Regions from separate parts of the Sus scrofa genome. Here region 2 is linked to region 1. A link is a contact called in public HiChIP or PLAC-seq data. All regions are on one chromosome and are shown on one strand. Each heading gives the region's core, a stretch centred on a gene start, on an enhancer-like site or on the middle of the called end of the contact. The rest is flanking DNA. Distances are from core to core; before and after follow the strand shown. Region 1 has its middle 3.5 kb from the start of TRNAN-GUU. Region 2 has its middle 7.0 kb from the start of SKIDA1.

Region 1 (3,074 bases), core at 386-2,885:
GTTAGTTCTTAGGTCTTTTAGAAATGCTAAAATGAAGAGGACCAAGCATTTTACCTCTTTTTTGTGTGATATTGCAACTTTAAATTACTATCAAAGAAGCTGACCTTTGCAGATTAATAGGCCTGTATATTTTATTTCCTTCTTAGAGAGGAAAAAAAAAAAAAAAAAGACAAAACAAAAACAACAACAACATCTTGCAAATGGGATCCACTTGTCTTGACCAACAAGGCAAGATGGACCACGCTGGGTATAGACCTTCCTGATAGCATGAATCCAACACTCCCAGAAGTTGTGCCTACTGCTTCACACCAACAGACGAGGCAGCTCACAGGATTTCCATGAATATATTGTTCAGGACCTTAACTCTCTTCAAGTCCTGTACTTTCAAAGGATGGGGACTGAATTTTTAAGGTGGAAAAAATCCAGTTAGTGAGAATTTTAAAAGTAATCCAGTGAATTAGAGAAATGTTCTCAATAAATAGAAGATTGTGGCACCAGGTAATCAATGAAAAGAGAAGGCTGAGCCAGGAGTCTCTAAAAGCAAGAGAAGAACTACGAGACTAATTTTCAAGTCAATTGATGTCACATTTCAAAACTGATGTGTAGTAAAGGGGAGTCAGATCCTTCTAGCCAGGTTCAAGCTTAAATGATATGTCCAACTCACTAAAAATATCATTCTCATTCAAAATTATTGACTAAGGATCAGTTATCAGTGTAGCAAGCCAAGAGCAACATGACACAAAATAGTATTCATCGAGCATACGTTTTCCATAGTTGACCATTAAATTGGGTCTACACATAAAATAAGGAAATTGGGAAAGCTGTGTTAGAATGTCATATTTTTTTTCCATCATTTTAAAAATTATGTCACAGAGTTCCCGTTGTGGCTCAGTGAGTTATGAACCCGACTAGTATTCATGAGGATGCAGGTTTGCTCTGTGGATTAAGGATCCAGCTAGCAGACTAGGCTCAGATCCAGCATTGCTATGGCTGTGGTGTAAGCCAGCAGCTGTGGCTCCAATTCGCCCCCTGGCCTGGGAACTTCCATATGCTGCAGGTATGGCCCTAAAAAATAAAATTAGATAAACAAAATTATGTCACTTAACTGGAAATTTTTGTAAAATTATTCAGATCAAAAATCTCCATTTTATTTTTAATTAAATGTGGTATAAGAGAAAAGGTAAAGTGAGCCAGAAATAATATACTAATATTCAATTCTAATGCTGCAATCAAAATTATTAAAAATATATAGCTTTTTCTTCATGAACCTCTCTTTTGAAGGTAGAAATCATTTTCTATGGTTTTACCAAAGAATATAGAACTAAATATTAATCATTGTTTATCTCAATAGTTAAAAAAAAAGTATGAGTTACTAATAACATTGATAATTTCAACTGTGTCCAGACCAGTAGACTCCTGGATCCAGTTGGAAATGGTAGGAGGGGTGGAGGGTGGGAGAGCAGCATGGATTTTCACTTTCTCCAGCAGCCTTGGAAAACTTCTCCAGAAAGACCCTATAGTTACCTCAGTAACATTGATAGGTTCTGCTCCACGGTCCTTCTCTTGACCACACCACTATCAGTGAGGCAGCCACAGCTTTTCTTTTCCATGTGTTCAGATGGAAAGAGAGCAGTTGGAGGCAACAGTTTTTTGCTGTCTCATCCATACTGGGGAAGTGCCGATAAATTCCTGTTCCTGCCTCTCTTTCTGAACTCATTCATTAAAAGTGAACATTAAAAGAGTTCCCGTTGTTCCTGTTAAGAACCCAGCATAGTGTCCCTGAGGATGCCGGTTCGAACCCTGGCCTCATTCAATGGGTTAACGATCCGGCATTGCTGCAAACTGCGATGTAGGTTGCAGATGTGGCTTGGATCTGGTGTTGCTGTGGCTGGACGCTGCAGCTCTGATTTGACCCCTAGCCTGGGAACTTCCATATGCCACAAATGAAGCACTAAAAAAAGATGATAAAAAAGATGATTCATTCAGGGAGTTCCCTTGTGGTGCAGCAGATTAAGGATCTAGCGTTGTCACTGCAGTGGCTCAGTTTGCTGCTGTGGTACAGGTTCCATCCCTGGTTTAGGGAAATTCCACATGACGTAGGCACAGCCAAAAAAATTTTTTTTTAATTTTTAAAAAGATGATTCATTCAGGAGAAATACCAGTTGCTGGCACAGACACTCCTTCCTTTGGTGAGATGCCAGTGAAAGCAGAGTGCAAGGTGTAAGGGTGAAACCAGTGCCCCTCATTTCCACTATTTCCATAAATTTTCAGTTATGGGGAATAAGTACAGCCCCGTGCCTTAGAAAGAGCTTCTTCCTTGCAGCTACTTCTCATAAATGGATAGAAAACCTTGAAGTCATTGAAAAGACTGTACCTGGTAACGAGCTGGTATTCAATGAACTGATCACTTAATGAATAGTTTCCCATAGCATTGTTAGAATTTTGGAAGGCACATAGTGGTATTACAAAATGATTCATCCTAGGACTTTATAAATAACAAGTGCTCTTGTATATTTAAGGCATGCTCCCACCAAAAGAATGTTTTTCAAATATGAGATATCACCAGTAAAGCACTAGCCCAGTAGCCAGGGTTTACGAGGTATAGTGAAAGTGAGTTTCTATTCCCCGTGCCCTTTAAGGACGCTACCTCTCTTTCAGCAGCCCAAGTTGAAATCCTGGCATCATCACAAGTTCCTTGTTTTTCATTTCTTACCTTGAGTCAGTTACAAAGTCATAGATTCTAACTTTGCAACATTTCTAAACTTTGACTATGTCTCCTCCTTTCCACCCTCATTTTCACTATTTAATATAATCCAATACATGCCATGATTCTATTTTTCTGCATAGCATCTAAGCTCCAATAAATAACAACATTTAAAGAGCATTTACATGCATTTACTTTCATCTATTTTGCAAGATGGACACTATTGTTAAACCCATTTTATGAATAAAGAAACTAAGGCTTACAGTGGCTTAAAATTTTAAACCCTAAACCTATTTAAACTTTAAATGACTTACTCAAGGTACCACCTCTTGCTCCTTTCTGCTGTACCTTTTTTTCCTCTCTCATCCCT
Region 2 (3,172 bases), core at 166-2,665, 650 kb before region 1:
GCAGCAACTTAGAGCAGAAGTTGCTAAATGCAGGAAGGGAAAGCCCAAGAAAGAGGCTTTACATTACAGATTTCGAACTCAGTCATTTAAATAGCCTTACTTTTAAATAGCCTGACTTGCTTTTTGAAAGGATTTCTGTGCACAAAATGTGTAGGTTACTGTCTATGGGAAGAGAGCGGCGTCCTGTTTAGTTCGAAAAATGTTCTCTATTGCTAAATGTGGACTAGAATTTTTTAAAAGGAAAGGGGATTCAAGTATTGACGCTACTGCTTGCTAAAAGAAGAAATGGCAGTGGTGGCTGGGAAAGGAGAGGCGTATTTAAATGTATTTGCTTTTGGGTACGGTGGTTATCGGCAAGTCCGCCTTTGTGGGTCTGTGTGGCTGAATGAGTAAGTGACCGAGTGCCATCGGCATTATATAAATGGATCGGTGTGTGTGGGGGAGCCCCCAAAGCCGGCGAGCACGTGAAACACATTTTAACTGCCCCCCAAGCGGCGACCAAGCCCCCCCTCCACCCCACTCCCAAATCCGTATATTACCTGCCCAGTTACAGTGACACATGTTTATGTTTATAGTCCTGGTTTGTAGTAGTGTCAAGAGCCGCAGCTAGAGGAGGGGGAGGAGAGAGGAGAGGGAGGAGTAAATGCAACCACCCCCACTTGTTGTTAAAGCAAATTTACTGCGTTATTGCAAGCCCGGTACGGGGGGCTGGGAAGTGAGTTGAGAGGAAGGGTAGAGTTGGGTTGTGTGTTGGCGGTGGAAGGGGGGTGGGGTTGGAGATCCGGGATGGAGCTTCTCTCTCCAGCGGCCCGGGAAAAGCAGCTCGGTCAATAGGGGAGCATGCTGGCGCGGTGGAAAACAAAAAGGTTCCTCCAGCTCGCAGCGTTCACGTGGGGGGCTCCGCACGCAGGGCTCCAGGGCCCTGACCTCTGACCCCGGCTCCTCTCCGCGCTCTCCCAGTGCCGCGCGGCCACTTTTTACCCAGGATCCCTCGCGCGGGCCGCGCTCGTGCCGAGCTCGAGTCCTTCTTAATCCTCCATTCCCCGATTTCCATCCCCTCCCCCTGCCGCCAGCCCCGGGGGAGGATTCTCCGGCAGGGAACCCCCGCCCCACCCCCACCCCGAGAGTCCCGGCCGAGGAGGCCGCAGTCGGGGCGAGTGGGGCGGGGAGTGCAGAGCCGGCCTCCCCTGCCGGGCCGGGCCTGCGGGGGAGGGGAGGGGAAAGGGGGGAAAGGGGAGACGAGGGGGGGGGGTGCCGGGCGGCCCGGCCCCGTTGCCCGGCCGCGGCCTGGACCTGTTGACTGCTATTGGTCCGCCTCGACCCGCGCCCTCTCCTTGCCCGCAGCAGCCCCGGCCCTTCCGCGGAAACGTGGGGAGGAAATAATGATGGCTGTTCTCTCCGCCTCCCTCCAACTTTAGTTTTTTCTTGGGGGATGAGAAGGCAAAGTAATCTCATCCGCTGCCCCATCCTTTCTCATAAAGTACTGTCATGCGCGGGCCCACCGCCCTCCCGGCCCCCGCTATTTAAAACCTCCTCTCTTCCCCAGACCAGCTCCCCTGCCCGGAGCCCGAGGGCCCTCGACACCCCCGCTGCGCCTCCCCCCGCCTGGCCCGGCTTCGTCTTCAGCGAGTTGTGTTGCTTTTCCTCCCTAGAAGCTCCCTCGTCCGCGTTCCACTTTTTTACCGTCCCAGGAGGCGTAAGATAAAACCTCTGATTTGCTGCGTGCTGCCGGACACATTCTCAGCCCTCGTCAAAATGCATTTGATGGAAAGTTGAAAATAACAGTATTTAAAAGGAGGAAATAAAAACTGAGGGGAGAGTTCTTTTGCCAGGTTAGACGACATAAACGCATTAAAATTAAAAGAATACAAGATGTACTTAAAGTTGAAGATTTCACTGGATTTGCTGTATTTCCTTCTAGAGTTTGGCTTTCCTGGGGGAATCTTTTCCAGAGGGAAAGAGCAAATCAAAAGTAAGGTGGAAGTGAGACATCTCAATCACTTCTGAAAATAAAGGAGAAATTCAGAAAATATGTTAAGGAAATAGCGGGAAAGCGGCCGCAGCGAAAGCTGGAGTCGCCGAAGGAAGAGCCTCGGTGTCGCAGCCGGAGGAAGGAAGGCCAGCCGGGGATAGGAAGGAGACGCGCGGCGGCGGCGGCGGGGCGAGCGCCGGTTCCGGCCGGGCCGCGAGCCGCGGAGCTTGGGAGGAAGGCAGCGGCGGGCAGTGCTAGCGCGAAACCGCGGGCGGGGAGGGCCGTGGTGGGCGGGGGCCGAGCGCGCGGCCGGCGCCACAGAGGAAGCGGGATCCCGGCCGCGTTCGCCCGGCCGCCCCCATTGTTCGGCCCGCGCGCCGCTGTTCGCCGAGCGCGTCCTTCCCGAGGGAGGGGTCCAGCGGGCGGGCTCGGCCCCCACCCCGCCTCCCCGAACTCCATCGCTCGGGCCGGGTCTGGTCGGCGCCGCAAGTTTTATGATCAGTGTGTCCGATCGCGAGTGGTTCCCAACTCCAGACCGCGTAGGAAGGAGGCTTCACAACGTGCTGCTAAATTGGAGGAAGCTGGGCAAGCCTGCGACTTCCACGTGAAAAGAAGAGGGAAAGCAGCATAGATAGATGTTTGTAAAGTGATGACTAGATAGAGACAAATGCGGGCAAATTTTTTTCTGGATCTGGAAAGTTAGAGCCGATCGTAACCTATTTTAAATCTCTTTAAATGTATAGATTCGTAAATGAATGTCGGGATTCAAAGGAGTTCGGAAAAGCACATTTCGCTGTCTCTATTTGTTATTATTCAGCTCTTTGTTGTATACAAGGAGTCTGATTTTAAAAGGCTGGTTTGAGCTACCCCTAACAAAAACAGGCATGGTTTCTTAACGTGAAATGCATTTTCAAAATAACAGTGAAATTCAAAGGGAAAAACTTGTCATTTGCTTTTATATCACGTTTTGGAAAGAAAGAATTGTAAGCCACTTACGAAACTCTGCCTGTTTTCCTTTGTGAGGCTTGTGGAAAAAATATTTCTGGCAAGCGTCACGGTTTTTAAAAAACGAAGATTTCCAACAAGTGCTCGAGAGTCTTGAAGACAAGACCAAAGTCATCGTGCGTGAAAACTCATGAAGAAATAATTTCAAATCCTTTGGCCCAAACCTTATTAGGGCAAGAGAGTAATTTCGACTTA

What was found. HiChIP or PLAC-seq counts read pairs in DNA pulled down with a chosen protein or histone mark.
Region 2: an H3K27ac HiChIP or PLAC-seq map of alveolar macrophages shows a contact between it and region 1. The contact joins two enhancer-like sites. A contact is called at or near these places in 1 of 47 Hi-C or Micro-C datasets (fibroblasts) and 1 of 2 datasets of contacts at active chromatin or transcription factors (alveolar macrophages).

Annotation. Positions count from the first base shown.
Region 1 is chr10:52,671,747-52,674,820 of Sscrofa11.1, reverse strand. No RefSeq gene overlaps it. Among named protein-coding and RNA genes, the nearest start is that of TRNAN-GUU, 3.5 kb to the left of the region's middle. Within about 2 kb of position 1,635, at least 2 of the 83 cell types and tissues checked have an H3K27ac peak or open chromatin away from gene starts, as enhancers often do. A contact at or near this core is called in alveolar macrophages, where this site is marked.
Region 2 is chr10:53,321,549-53,324,720 of Sscrofa11.1, reverse strand. No RefSeq gene overlaps it. Among named protein-coding and RNA genes, the nearest start is that of SKIDA1, 7.0 kb to the left of the region's middle. Within about 2 kb of position 1,415, at least 76 of the 83 cell types and tissues checked have an H3K27ac peak or open chromatin away from gene starts, as enhancers often do. A contact at or near this core is called in alveolar macrophages, where this site is marked.